Regions from separate parts of the Mus musculus genome. Here regions 1, 3, 4 and 5 are each linked to region 2. A link is a contact called in public HiChIP or PLAC-seq and promoter capture Hi-C data. All regions are on one chromosome and are shown on one strand. Each heading gives the region's core, a stretch centred on a gene start, on an enhancer-like site or on the middle of the called end of the contact. The rest is flanking DNA. Distances are from core to core; before and after follow the strand shown. Region 1 has its middle 14 kb from the start of Gm40284. Region 2 holds the start of Lratd1 (LRAT domain containing 1). Region 3 overlaps Nbas (neuroblastoma amplified sequence). Region 4 holds the start of 4930448C13Rik (RIKEN cDNA 4930448C13 gene). Region 5 holds the start of Nbas (neuroblastoma amplified sequence).

The links. Promoter capture Hi-C pulls out the DNA fragments that hold promoters and counts their contacts. HiChIP or PLAC-seq counts read pairs in DNA pulled down with a chosen protein or histone mark.
Region 1: an H3K27ac HiChIP or PLAC-seq map of embryonic stem cells shows a contact between it and region 2, with 4 times the contacts expected there. The contact joins the enhancer-like site here to the promoter of Lratd1 in region 2. A contact is called at or near these places in 2 of 39 promoter capture datasets (embryonic stem cells and hippocampal neurons) and 6 of 115 datasets of contacts at active chromatin or transcription factors (embryonic forebrain, embryonic hindbrain, embryonic stem cells and 3 more).
Region 3: a contact with region 2 is called in an H3K4me3 HiChIP or PLAC-seq map of embryonic forebrain, with 6 times the contacts expected there. The contact joins the enhancer-like site here to the promoter of Lratd1 in region 2. A contact is called at or near these places in 2 of 39 promoter capture datasets (frontonasal cranial neural crest and hippocampal neurons), 6 of 484 Hi-C or Micro-C datasets (cerebral cortex, cortical neurons, frontal cortex and 1 more) and 7 of 115 datasets of contacts at active chromatin or transcription factors (SST interneurons, embryonic basal ganglia, embryonic forebrain and 4 more).
Region 4: a contact with region 2 is called in a promoter capture Hi-C map of hippocampal neurons, with 8 times the contacts expected there. The contact joins the promoter of 4930448C13Rik here to the promoter of Lratd1 in region 2. A contact is called at or near these places in 2 of 39 promoter capture datasets (embryonic stem cells and hippocampal neurons) and 1 of 115 datasets of contacts at active chromatin or transcription factors (forebrain).
Region 5: a contact with region 2 is called in a promoter capture Hi-C map of embryonic stem cells, with 4 times the contacts expected there. The contact joins the promoter of Nbas here to the promoter of Lratd1 in region 2. A contact is called at or near these places in 5 of 39 promoter capture datasets (the 3T3-L1 cell line, cranial neural crest, embryonic stem cells and 1 more), 4 of 115 datasets of contacts at active chromatin or transcription factors (astrocytes, embryonic forebrain, forebrain and 1 more) and 1 of 9 other capture datasets (embryonic stem cells).

The regions. Positions count from the first base shown.
Region 1 is chr12:15,114,416-15,117,115 of GRCm38.p6, forward strand. No RefSeq gene overlaps it. Among named protein-coding and RNA genes, the nearest start is that of Gm40284, 14 kb to the right of the region's middle. Within about 2 kb of position 1,311, at least 10 of the 459 cell types and tissues checked have an H3K27ac peak or open chromatin away from gene starts, as enhancers often do. A contact at or near this core is called in embryonic stem cells, where this site is marked.
Region 2 is chr12:14,150,595-14,153,294 of GRCm38.p6, forward strand. Lratd1 (LRAT domain containing 1) reads right to left here and starts at 1,444. Exons shown (of 2, transcript NM_029007.2): 1 at 1,228-1,444; 2 at 1-166. The coding sequence starts at 130.
Region 3 is chr12:13,301,661-13,304,360 of GRCm38.p6, forward strand. The region is part of intron 10 of Nbas (neuroblastoma amplified sequence); the gene reads left to right. Among named protein-coding and RNA genes, the nearest start is that of Nbas, 34 kb to the left of the region's middle. Within about 2 kb of position 1,426, at least 22 of the 459 cell types and tissues checked have an H3K27ac peak or open chromatin away from gene starts, as enhancers often do.
Region 4 is chr12:15,048,995-15,051,694 of GRCm38.p6, forward strand. 4930448C13Rik (RIKEN cDNA 4930448C13 gene) reads right to left here and starts at 1,395. Exons shown (of 8, transcript NR_045960.1): 1 at 1,306-1,395; 2 at 348-438. It also overlaps the pseudogene Gm3838.
Region 5 is chr12:13,267,805-13,270,504 of GRCm38.p6, forward strand. It overlaps Nbas (neuroblastoma amplified sequence), which reads left to right and starts at 1,323. Exons shown (of 52, transcript NM_027706.1): 1 at 1,323-1,460. The coding sequence starts at 1,347.

The sequences.
Region 1 (2,700 bases), core at 61-2,560, 960 kb after region 2:
GCTTGTCTCTAGCTGTGCATGTCAGAATATGCTTCTTCATTAATTATTTAAAATAATCCATTCATTCATTCATTAAAGTGAGAAAACAGTTACTTTCATCTATAAGACCTGCTGAAGAGATTGTTCTGACCATTGCTCATCTTTCAGTTTTTAGTTTTGTTAACTTGGAAATCTGTCCACTTGTGTTCATCACTAGCATTGCCAGGAATATCATGAGACAAGCTTAAAAAGCCACCAAGAATTCTCATCATTATCCACTGGTTTATTCTCATTCTGTTGTAAACAAAACTTCTATGAGCAACTGCCACAGTCTCTGACCCACGGAGACAAGAACAACACGGACACCAAGGCTGGTTCATGCAGCAGCTCCTTTACTTGGTGCTCTTTCACTTCCAGCTCTTCCCCCCCGCAGCTTCTTCTTCCCCTGTCCTTCTTGCAGCAAGCGCTATACTCCTATACTCGTGGCAACTGACCTCATCACGCTCCACCCCACCTCATCCAATCAGAATCACACACGCTCCAGGCACGAGCTCAGGTCGATCACAGATAGGCTGACAGGTCTGGATCACGAGGGATACGCATGCAGTTTCACTGCGCATGTGCATGTTCGGGCAAGGCAGTAAGCATGCAGGGTTCACAGGGCCTGGCAATGAGCCAGGGCACCGTCTTGGCCCATGCAACCACACCCGCTTCCCGCAAGCAACAATTTCTGAATTCTGAATACTGTTACAGAATCATAAGCTTGGGATTGTCTAAGAAATGCAAAATATATGCACATTTACTCACAGAAATTTGTCTTAAGAAGATAAGGGAATTCACACTTCTTAGGATTATAGAGAATCTAAGAAGCAGTTGGTGATTCAAACACACCCATAGCTGTCGATCACTCACTTACCACCTGTGGCCACTGAATAAAGTGCCCTAGTGCCCCCTGGGAAACCACTGTAATGGAAGTCTTCCTACATTAAAATATGAGATGTAAAAAACACTTTATGAGGGGAGCATTAGTAAAATTTTCTATACAGAAAGAAAATTATAATGGTAGAGTATTTTCATTATATACAATTTCTAAATTCCTTCAAGTTGACACTCAGGATTAACCACTGAAAGCCCCAAATGTGCAATTGATATAAAAAGTCCTGAGAATACTTTGTTATCTAGTAGACCATGTTGTTGTTAAGTTGGGCTTTGAGCAATTCTCAATACTTTACAGGAACCAAGGGGGAAGTGAAAAGGTCAGCTCAGGAACTTCCGGAAGGTCATGGAACAATTGCCCCCCTGGAAGGGAGAGGCTAATTAACATTCTTTAGACCACCTGTGGGTGGGGACACATTCAGGACACCTTCCACAGGAAGGACTGTTGTACACCTTCAGACAAGGGAAGTTCTTGCCGCCTCATTCCCAAAAGACCAATCAGTTATAAAACATCACACTGTTCTGCCAATCACATTGTGCCTAATGACTGCTGCCCTGAAAACTGTATAAAGGCTTACTGAATGAGCTGTGTAGGGTCACCACTTCACCTTTGGTGCCAGACGACCACAAAATGTTGGACACCAATGAATTCCGTTTGCTTTTTGCCTCCGTTCTGGCTCCACGTGGCTCACTCAGGGGATCCCTGGTAAGTTAAGGCTTGTCAGAGTCTTACAGAAGATGCAAGTGATAAAGAATTTTGTAGACCATCATTGGACCCTCCTTTCTTTTGATCCTATCTCCTTCCTTTTTCCTTTCTCTCTTTCTTTCTTTCTTTCTTTCTTTCTTTCTTTCTTTCCTTTTTTTTCTTATTTTTATATTAATCTTGAAAAAAGAAAAGACAAGCAATGCTTTATTAGAAATTACTTTCACATTCTTATCACCAGAATCATAAAGAAATTATCTTTCAACTTGTGTAAATTCGGGCCACCTGCAGGCACAAACATTTTGAACAGTGTTGGTGAGAAATATAATAACTTACCACAAATAGAAGTCTTGGTGCTCAAAGGCCTCCTCTGGCAGCCACAGTCACAGAGCACATTGACATTCAAATTGTTGGTAATAGAAAGAATGCAGGTTACAACTCCACTACATTTAACTCTTTTTTTTTTTTAAATTGGGTATTTATTTCATTTACATTTCCAATGCTATCCCAAAAGTTCCCCACACGCTCCCCCACCCACCCACTCCCACTTCTTGGCCCTGGCATTCCCCTGTACTGAGGCATATAAAGTTTGCATGACCAATGGGTCTCTCTTTCCACTGATGGCCGACTAAGCCATCTTCTGATACATATGCAGCTAGAGACAAGAGCTCCAGGGGGGTACTGGTTAGTTCATATTGTTCCACCTATAGGATTGCAGATCCCTTTAGCTCCTTGGGTACTTTCTCTAACTCCTCCATTGGGGGCCCTGTGATCCATCCAATAGCTGACTGTGAGCATCCACTTCTTAAAGGGATGTCATGGTTGAGTGCAGAACTCCATTCTTTAAAACACAGAGGTACTCACATCTCATTCTAGAAATCTTGGAGATGGAAAAGAGAGAGGCAATACTTTGCCTTTTTATTGCAATCTAATTGTTAATGCCCCTTAAGTAAACTTCAAGTATCACAAACTCAAATATTATAGGGTTTTTTTTTCCATTTATTTTTCTATTTTATTTTCTTTTTAAAAAAAATTAGATTATTTTCTTTATTTACATTTCAAATGTTATCCCCTTTCCTAGT
Region 2 (2,700 bases), core at 194-2,693:
GGTCCTCCTCCTCATCCGAGAAGAAGTAGGCAACCCCGACTCGCAGCTCGTCCTTCTCAATCCCAGATGGGTCCCCAGTGGGCAACTCGCTGTAGTTGAGGTGGGTGATGCGGTCCAGTTGGTTGCCCATCAATGACGCGGCGAGGCCAGGGCCAGCAACTGAGATCTGCCGAGGGAGAGAGGATAGACACCATCAGAGTCCGGGTTGACCCTCCTGGTGTCCCTTCCCCAAGGCGTTCAGTTCCCCAGGGGCCTGCAGCTTGCCTGACCACCGGCACTGAGTCGCCTGCGACAGCCAACTTTGCAGATCCGACCTGGGGTTAAAAGGGGGGGAAAAAAAAAGAAAGAAAGAAAAGAAAAAAGGGGGGGCACAGAAAAAGGCACCAGTCTCAGGGCCAGAATAGACAGCATACCAGCTCAGCCAGCCTCTGACTCTGCCCAGGAACCCTGCCCGGTAACTTCCACAGTAGAAACCACAGGCGGGCTAGAGAGCATGTAAGGTTCAAGTGGGCGAAGAGAGCGCAGGTTGTGGCAGATTGGTGATATACCCAGAAGGAAGGGAGGGTGTCAAGAGAAGCCCCAAGGCCCGAAATACAGCAAGCTGAGCTCACATTGTGGTCGCCATCCTTTGTAGCCCACCTACTCGTTTTGGACTGGGTCACACCCGATCCCCGACAGCTTCTTTCACAAGGGCAAGACTCGTTTGCAGGCATTCACTTGCCATCAGCATTTTGCACACTTGGAGTCCAGGCACTGACAGCCTGGTACATACACCCACAATGCTAATGTCATACACCCACAATGAAACATCTTGGAGACCACACATTGGCACCATCTACCCCCAATTCCTACACAATTCCGGACGAACGCCTGCACACTTGTCAATGCGCGTACTCTCAAGCACTGGGACACACCTGCCCACGCAGGCAGGTGCACTCTGCCCTCTCCTTGCTTGCCTTTTTCATAGAGCCAATCGGACTGCGCCAGGGCGAGGCTGCTCTGTCTAAAATAACCTAACAAAGAGACAGGGGAGGCAAGGCGAAACCCATGGTGAGTATTAGTGGTGTGTGTGTGTGTGTGTGTGTGTGTGTGTGTGTGTGTGTGTGTGTGTGTGTGAAGACGTCTACTTTCAACCCGAAGAGCCCCTCTCTTCAACCCAGCACACAATTCACACAATCGGACGAAGAAAAACCATTTTTTAAGGCAAAGAAAGCGGCTTTTCCGTACCCGTGATTTCCCTGCGCCCGAAACCCCAAACTCCTTTTAAAGTCTCCAGGTCCCCATGGGTGCTGTGGAGGCGGCAGTGGCGAGTGGGTCCTGGAGTCGCGTGGGACTGCGGTTCCGATCTATCCGGAGACGAGCAGTGAGGTGAGGTACCCAGAGCGGTGCGGATGCGCTCCGTGTCTACGCTGGCTTGGGCGTCTGCTCCACCTGGCAAGTCCTGGCTCCACTCCGCTTTCCTACAGCCGCGCGGACGACTCTTAAATCCCTTGAACAGCCGTTTTCCAGGCCCGCCCCGGAACGCGCCCATTGGCTAGGACTCGTCCCCGAGCCCTGCCAATCTCGGCTGGGGGTGGAATCAGGGGCGGGTTTCCTTTGTGCTCCGCCCTGCCCAGCCCCCAGCATTCCCCAGCCTCAACGCATTGGGAGCGTAGGTGTGAGCACCCGTGGGGAGCATAAGAGGGGCGTGGCTAGTACACCCAGCTGCTCCTTTGCAACCGAGTCCCTAGTAACTGAGAACACAGTCCGCCCGCGTTCGTGTTCTGTATTATAAGAGGACAGATTCCAGAAGGAAAACTGAGTTTGGGGGTGGAAAAAAAAAAAAAAAAAAAAGAAGAAGAAGAAAGAAAGAAAAAAAAAAAAAAAGAACGCTCTGCGTGGCCAAGGCATTGTGAGTGGCTAGGAACCAGGAACCGCGTATTTGAGGTTGCTTTGATGGGACTTCGGAGTCTTGCTTGGCTCCCGGCTGTCGCACAGTTGCTTCTGTTCCTGTCAGTCACAGCCGCCTTAGAAATTGCATGATGGTGCTCAGCGCCTGTCCTTTGAGCCAAGTGAAAGTGCTGACCCAGCGCCATTGCCGGCGCCTGGTTTTAAAAGGAGAACCATGTAGGTGTCAAAGGCTTCCAGAAAGTCTGAGCTTTGGCTGGCACCTTCTCTGAATGTTCCTTTGTCTTCAACCTCCCGTTTCCCGTGAGAGGGCTGAATCTCAAATGCTAGCTGATATTAGTGCACAGAAGTGTTTCCCAATTCCAAAACTGTCCTAATTAAGGGAATCATGTTTGGTTTTGTGTGTGTGATAAAGTGTCCATTAGTCCTTAAGGATGGGAACTCAGTGAATGAACGCACTAGGGACACTGGATGATACAAAGTGACTTTCTTCCGTAAAAGGAAATTCTAGACAGTTTCTAAACTTTTCTGCCTTAAACTTTGGAAGAGTTCTTAGAGTTTCTGGGTCAGGTTTTAATGTCACTTTTACACTGAAGGGCTTCTGAGATGATTGTCTGTCTGTCTGTGTGTCTGTCTGTCTGTCTGTCTGTCTCTCTCTCTTCGCCCCCCTCCCCCATGTTCCTTCCCCTTTCCCTCTTCCTTTCACCCTCCTCCTCTCTCTCATCCTTCCCCATAGCCCCTTCCTTTCCCTTCTGGGAGCTGTTGACCATAATTCAAACTCAGACCACTTCATTTCATTACAAACCTGAAGCA
Region 3 (2,700 bases), core at 176-2,675, 850 kb before region 2:
GGGCAGAAAGGCATTAAAGGTGGAACTTTTCACAGACTTATCCCAGAAAGTGACATCATTTTTGTTCATTCATCAGGCTAACTACATGGCCACTCCTAGCTTGAAAGAAGATTGTAGGTAGTATTCGGTGTGTTCATAAATAGGAAATCATTTAAGACTGGTGAATGCTGATTATGCCCATCACATTGGCTGCACTCTACTCATCTGTGGGCGAATTGTACAAAAGTGACAGTTGGTCAGGCTATAGACCTGCACTTAGTGTAAGCCTGCTGTAGTGAGCAGCTGTGCATGTTTAGCGGGAGGGGTGAAACAAGGAAACTAAAGCACAAGATGAGGGAGGGCATATGTTAGCTTGCTTGTTTTTATAGTCATTTTATTTGGCTTGTTATTTTTCTAAAAATATATTGGTCTAAAATAATCTTGTAAAGCAGTGAATGGCTTGGTGTTGAAGAGATTTCCTGAAGAAAATATGTAATAAAAATATTTAAAAAAAGAATAAACAGACTCTTGAATGATTAAAAAAAAAAAAAAAAAAGAAAGAAAGTAAAGATTCCCAAGGAAGTGCTTTTGAAAGGAAATCTTCGGCAGTTATAGTAGTCTTCCATTAGTATTAATAGAATTGACCTGCATTGAAATAAGTCATTATGATTTAATCCAGCAAAGTAATACTTTAAAACAATGATACCAATTTACTGTTTTCTGTGGCACGAAAGCTTACTTCAGCTGCTATTCGCAGTTCATGTTACAGAGTACTGTGTTTTTCTCCCACTTATGATCTGTGTGCCTGCTCTCCCACCTGGCTATGCTCTCTTCAGAACCTAGGGAGAGGGCAGGTTATGTTAGCACCTGCCTTTCTCAGCCCTATGGAGCGACAACTGAAGGCAGGCAGACAGGCCTTGGATCGGATCCTCTGGGTTCCTTCCAGTAACTCCACTTCATTATATTAGGTGATCTGCATATCTGATTTATGACAGTGTGACTGTTATCTTTATCTGCCCAGACAAGAATGATATAGGGAGTCATCCTACGTAGTGGACATTTTATTTTATGTTTTTGAAGGAATAGACACATTATTTCATGTTTGTAAGAATTTATGCCGGGCGTGGTGGCGCACGCCTTTAATCCCAGCACTCGGGAGGCAAAGGCAGGCGGATTTCTGAGTTCGAGGCCAGCCTGGTCTACAGAGTGAGTTCCAGGACAGCCAGGGCTATACAGAGAAACCCTGTCTCGAAAAACAAAAAAAGAAAACAAAACAAAAACAAGAATTTATTAGCTCTGTTTTTCTTTGACATTTGTAACTTTTTAGTTTTATGTGAGTTAAATCAAGCAGATCGTGGAAAAATCACTCAAATTTGCCCAAACAAGTATGATGCTCATGGCTTTCCATTTCCAGATGGTTCAAGTTATAAATGTAAAGAAAGCATTTGCAGATTCAGGAAAGTCAACTCATGTAGCACAGTGCCAGTCACTGGGCGGCACAGTGAGAGATGTGGAGTTTCGTCATATGATCTCCTTGTCTTTTCTGTAGCTTGACATTTGTCCAGATGTGAGAATGGGACAGAGCTATGTAAGTCCAGCAGCACTGAAAGGCTTTGTTCAGAGAAGCTCTGTAGAGGGCAGTTGTCTGAGTGCTACTACCAGCAGCAGACCTTTCCCCCTGGCCTCTTTTGGGTTCCCGTGGACTTCAGAAAGAACAGTGCTTTTTGGAAAGCACTCTGCTGTGTACAGTCCTCCTTTCTCAAGCCCAAGGGGCTTTGATATTTGCTACTCTTAGGGGAAAATTGCTTGTCCTCTGACAAAGTAAGTGAGGAAAAATATTGAATTGCAGATTGAATGCCCCGCTGTATGATTGACTTCCTGAAATGTTGCAAATGTATTTGGATTCCATTAGTAGCTTTTAAATGTGTCTTGCAGCTAATCTTACAATCCTGCTAGAGAGCCTTTCTCACCTCGGAGTGATGTGAGGTTGCAACGTTTGTCTCTCTCATCAGGTGCTGGGTGCTGCTCTTAGAGCTTCCTCTCTCAGTGCTTGCTAATGTGTTAAGCAGGTAGTGATTGGAACAATTTTGATCACATGTATATTCCAGTCTCCCACAAGCAGTCAGGTTATAAAGGAAACTACAAAGTTTAATATATATGTATTATATATGATAATATATGTACAATATTTTACACACACTCTCTCACACACACTAAGCAATGCTTCCAGATGAATGGTACTGTTCTTTATGTGACATGGCTTTAGTTATTCATAGCTCAACATTGACTTGTTGCTCCAAGTATTAGGAGTATAAAGATACTAATGTAGCGAGCTCCACAGGTGAGTACAGTAGACTATAACAGTGCCCAGTCAGAACAGGTATGGGCTCAGGAGTCAAAAGTCTGATGTTGAAATTCTAGCCCCCCTTTGCCGTTTTCAGGCTTTTGCCAGGATCCAATGATGCAATCTATGTGAAGGAGGCTTCTTCAGACAATACACATGGTGATTATTGCTGTTTCCTTGGAGCTTTAAGATCAGAATTTTGATAAAGAATGGAAAAGTGGACAAAAGCCCACTGAAGTTTTGTTATGGCTTATGGTCCTTTCACAAATTCATATTCTCTCATGCAAACAATACAGGTGTTTTGAGCATTTTGTTACTCTGAGAAATCATCCTTTACTGAGAAGATGGCTGTAGTTAATGCTTCCATGAGATTCTCC
Region 4 (2,700 bases), core at 145-2,644, 900 kb after region 2:
TGGTAAGAGGGTAATTTAATATGGACCTTGTCCCTCCAGAGCAACTAGTGTATTAAATATGTTTCACACCACCCACCCCTTGTTATCTAACATTCTGATGAGCAATCAGAGAGACAATGGCTTGCATAGCTGATCACATGTGAATGAAAGGGTCATGTTTTCATTTAAGTATGCACAATTTCCTCTTCTTTGTAACAGTGTCCTGATTAACTGATAATTCAGATCACCAGAGATATAGGAAGGAAGAGAGAGAGAGCGAGAGAGAGAGAAATTGAATGATTTAATTTTTTATTTAAATAAATGAATGCTTAAGCCTTAATCAGCTTTGCATTATTACAAATAAATACCTGAGTCATTCTGTAGGTGAATAAATGTTTCAGTAGTTCATAGTTTTGGTGCTTCAGTTCTGAGATCACAGAGTTTCGTTTCCTTGCATATCTGGAAGAGGTGATATTTTAATGAAGCAATGTATTTTGGAGGAGAACTCAATAATGAGGCGGAGAAGTAGGGAGGGGAAGATGGAAGAAGGGACAGTGAGAAGGAAGAGAGAGAGAGTGGAGACAGGGAGACATATCAGAGTTCTAAAATCCACTGGAGTAAACATTCTTACTGACTTAAAATATTTCTCTAACTCTTTAAACATATTGTTTGTTTGTTTGTTTTTTGTTTGTTTGTTTGTTTTTCGAAACAGGGTTTCTCTGTAGAGCCCTGGCTGCCCTGAAACTCACTTTGTAGACCAGGCTGGCCTCGAACTCAGAAATCCACCTACCTCTGCTTCCTGAGTGCTGGAATTAAAGGAGTGCGCCACCACGCCCGGCTTTAAACATAGTCTTTTGAAATTTAAATATGATTATACTGTTTACAGCTTATTTTCCGTCTTCTAATTCTCTCATACATTACCTCTCTTGAACTCAAATTTATGACATTTTATATATACATATATATATATATATATATATATATATATATATATATATATATATATATATATTGCTAAGAACAGGAGAAATAATCTTTCCCAGAGAATAAGAAACTACAGATTTGTTATTACTACAAGTAATCAGCCCTGAAACCTTTAACTTTCAATAGCCTATCATTATTTCACATAGGACCATCAAGAAGACTTCGTGTTTATGTGAAGATTAACAGGAGACACTCGTTCAAATCACAACAGCTTGTAATTTTCCACTCCATTACAGCTCAAGATGCCTTGCATAGGGAACGGCATACCATAGTGGACTTGTCTTCTCATCTCATAATCATAACATAATCAAGATAATTCCCCATAGATGTACCGAGTCCAACCTGATTTAGATAGTTTCTCATTGAGGCTCTCTTCCAAGGTAATTCTAGACTGCTTCAGATGGACAATATAAACTGATCATTACCAACTCCACCTTTTCTTACTTTGACATGCAAACAAGATTTTTAAGCTTCAACATTCTATCCATTATCTCTAATGATCCATATTTACCTCACAATGCAAAACCCACTGTCTTTAAACTTTTCATCTTAAAAGTCTAAAATTTCTTAACTGTTAGCTTCTATAATATAAAATATCTTTTAAAAAATATTTTCAACCTATATAGACAGATAATAAACATTTCCAGTTCAAAATGATTAGAAGGATTATAAAGTCAAGGTTCGCCATGAAAGAACTTCTAATGGTTCTAAAACTGACTCTGAGGAGGAGGAGGAAGAGGGAGGAGGAGGAAGAGGAGGAGGAGGAGGAGAAGGAGGAGGAGGAGGAGGAGGAGGAGGAGGAGGAGGAGGAGGAGGAGGAGGAGGAGGAGGAGGAGGAGGAGGAGAAGCAGCAGAAGGAGCAGAGGAGCCTGGCTGCTCATCCTGGGTTCAAGCGGCACCACCACTCAGAAGACTGTGGTGGAGGTCCTCGGTCCCTGTCCAGGGGGCTCCCTTGTAAAAAAAAAAAAAAAAGCAGCCTCGGAGGGCAGCAGTGAAAAGACAGTTTCAGACACAAAGCCTTCTGTACCTACCACTTCAGAAGGTGGGCCTGAGCTGGAGTTACAAATCCCTGAACTGCCTCTTGACAACAACGAATTTTGGGTCCATGACGGTTGTATTCTCTGGGCCAATGGAATCTACCTGGTTTGTGGCAGGCTCTATGGCCTGCAGGGAGCGCTGGAAATCACCAGAGAGATGAAATGCTCCCACTACCAGGAGGCTGGAACTACTTTGGGCTGCTACAACACAGGCTGCTCCTTCTGACACCATTACCCATGTGCCATTGATGCAGATTGTTTGCTGCATGAGGAGAATTTCTCGGTGAGGTGCCCCAAGCACAAGGTTGGAATGACAGAGAACTTACTTGACATAGGCCTGAGGCCTAGCTACCTCCTCTGAGCCATGTTTCACGCAACGAAACACAGTCTCTGCAAGTGTCACCTCCTGAAGAACATGAGCTGCTTCATCTTGAAGATGGATTTTAAGGTGAGACTGTAGAGATGAGAAGGTGGAGGACACATGTAACAGAATCCTCCTGCTGTGCAACCACACCCCACTCTGCCCTGTCCTGCACCCCCGCTGCGCTGTGCGCACTGCCCATGCCAACACTTCCTTCCTATGTTCTCACATCACACTCAAACTGGTGATACCACAGGAAAAGATACAAGATGTTTGAATGGCTGTTTCCATGGACACAATCTCCATAGTGACAATGTGGGGGAGGGGGGAGGGGTGGGC
Region 5 (2,700 bases), core at 73-2,572, 880 kb before region 2:
AGCAGGCACGGGGAGGGCTGGGAAGCTGGAGTGGGAAGAAAGTGAGTGTGAACTTAGACAGGAACAAGAGTTCGGAGGGAAGGTGGCATTTAAACTACAACCGGAAGGAGATGAGAGAGCAATAGCAGAGCCACATCAGGTACAACCTCTGTGTACAAAGAACATCCGTGTCAGATCTCCTGATGTTTATGTGTGTCTGTTGTCTTAGAAACAGCAAAGTTGAATGGTGTGTGTGTGTGTGTGTGTGTGGCAAAAGTTTAGCTGTGAGAGTACAAGGTGCAGATGAACTTGGAGAGACATGGGAACAATTAGACACGCTCCAGTTGTGCATTTTATTATACCATTGCCTAATGCACTAAGTTGGTTATTCTACAGGATAATTTCTGAAAGGTATCTTGTGAATTTTCACTTCTTTTCAACTCAACAACAATGTGGTCGTCTTGGTCGTAATTGGCTCTGCTTACACTAAAGGGCCTTGCAAAGACAGGCATATGCTGAATGAATGAATGAATGAATGAATGAATGAATAAACGAGCAAGCAAATGAGGTAAGTTTCCCCTCTAGGGAATCCTCAAGCTGCCCTATCTTTATCGTCCTCCACACCCTTTCTCAGCTTGGCCTCTCTATTCACCCTGTCTGTTATAGCAACGTAATCTTCCTATGTCTTGTGCACCTCCTAACTGATATATTCTCTCCTGACTTCCAGTGAACCCAATTTCTACCTATAGTTGAAGGCCCAGGGCTGGGCCTGATGGCACATCTCTGTACTCTGAGCACTGGGGAGGCTCAGGCAGGAGGACTGGGTCTGAGGCAGGAGGACTGGGTCTGAGGCTAGTCCATGTTGTATGGTGATTTTTAGGACATCCTCTCTTACACAGCTGACAAGCTCTCCTTGTTACAGGGTGTCTTCATCAGCCTCACTGTTTTTTTCTAGGTGCCTAAAGCACCCTTCCTGTGAACTGAATAACCCCTTGGTACATTTAAAGTCCACTCTCCGAACACGTTCTGTGTTTGCAGAAGAATCTGTACATGAACACCAGCACTCTGGGAGGTTCTTGCAGCTTCGTAGACGCTGACTGGGTAAGAAAAGTTCAGTGACTTGACTCATTTCAGGCACAAATGAACAAAAAGTGGACCAGGGTCCAAGACATATCTCATACAAGACAAGGCCATTCTTAGACCCACAGATCTGTCAAGTTTAGCATTCCCTTTCTGTCATTTTTAGCATTCCCTTTCCGCACTTAATTCATTTCACTCTGCCAATCACCAGCGGCCGCGTCCAGGAAAGTATGACCCGCGCGAGTCGCCGTAGTGCCCCTCCCTCCACCACTCTGTTCCCGGCCAACATGGCGGCCCCCGAGTCAGCGCCGGCTTTGAGTCCCGGCTCTGCGGACGAGGAGGAGACGATTCTCTATGACTTGCTGGTCAATACCGAATGGCCACCTGAGACAGAAGTGCAGGTGAGCCGGGCTCTCTTTTTAAGGCTGTAGGCATGGCGCGGGCGCGGGCGCGGGGCGTGTAAAGCCACGTCGCGGTGCCACGCAGTGCAAGTGGAGCGGGGATAGCAGCTGTGTTGTCTCCTGGCAACGGCGGGGCTGCCGGGTCCAGGGCTCGCTGAAGGGTGTCTGTAGTCAGCCTTGGCTCCGAATTCGGCTGTGTATCCCCACTCAGGCTGTCACCCTCTCGGCAGGTCAGTGTCACTCTTCTTCCCTAGGTCCTTGTCATATCCGGACTTGCCTTGTAATCTTGTTACCTGTGGCGGGAGAATTTCGCAGGACTCTATCGTCCTTTAAAAGTCTCAGTAATACGCATTTACTAGTGTGTGTGTGTGTCTGTCTGTCTCTGTCTCTCTCTGTCTCTGTCTCTCTCTGTCTCTGTCTCTCTCAGTGTGTGTGTGTGATACACACACACACACACACACACACACACACACACACTCGGACCCCAGATATGGTGCAGGCTGCTGGGCATTCAGAGACAGTGTTTTCATGGAACTTGCAGTGTGGAGGAGAGATAGCCAATCCAGTGAACGTTTCTCATTACCAAGCCCGAAGTGCTGGCTGAGTAGAATGCCAAGGGAGTGGAGAGAAAGAAGCAGCGGTTCTCCAATTCTGCTGGAGACAAAGTTGTGGTGTTTGCCAACTTATGGACCCTGGAGTTACTAGTTTCCTAGGGAAAGCCTTCGGGTCATAGGGTGAAAGCAGGAGCCCAAGGCCCATTTACTTGACATACATGGTATCAAGTGCCTGGCATGCCCGTGTGTTAGGCCCTGGGGAAGCAGCATGGCTAGGAAGACTCTTAAATCTGGCCCAGTGAGCTCCTTTACCTTGTCTTCTGAGTATTTATTCTGCTTGTCTTCAATTAGGTCTTGTAATGGCAAAAAGCTGCATATATTGTTATTCGTTTCGGTTTCTAGTGAGTGACGTGGACATTTTGTAGATGATGAAATTGAGAGGCTGCTGCCGCCTTTAAGTTGGATAAAGATATCTAGCATTTCAGAAATGTCTGTAATACTGTCTCAATGCTTAGCACTATACGTTGATTAAAAAAACAACACGGAGTCAACTTATATTGAAATCTCGTTGTCCTCTGCCTTTTCTTATCTGCCTTCTTTATTGATTTCTACATCTGTTTCCTACAGCTGTTGCCCTATAAGCTCTGCCTGGGATCAACTTTATATCCCTCCACTGTGCCAAATTG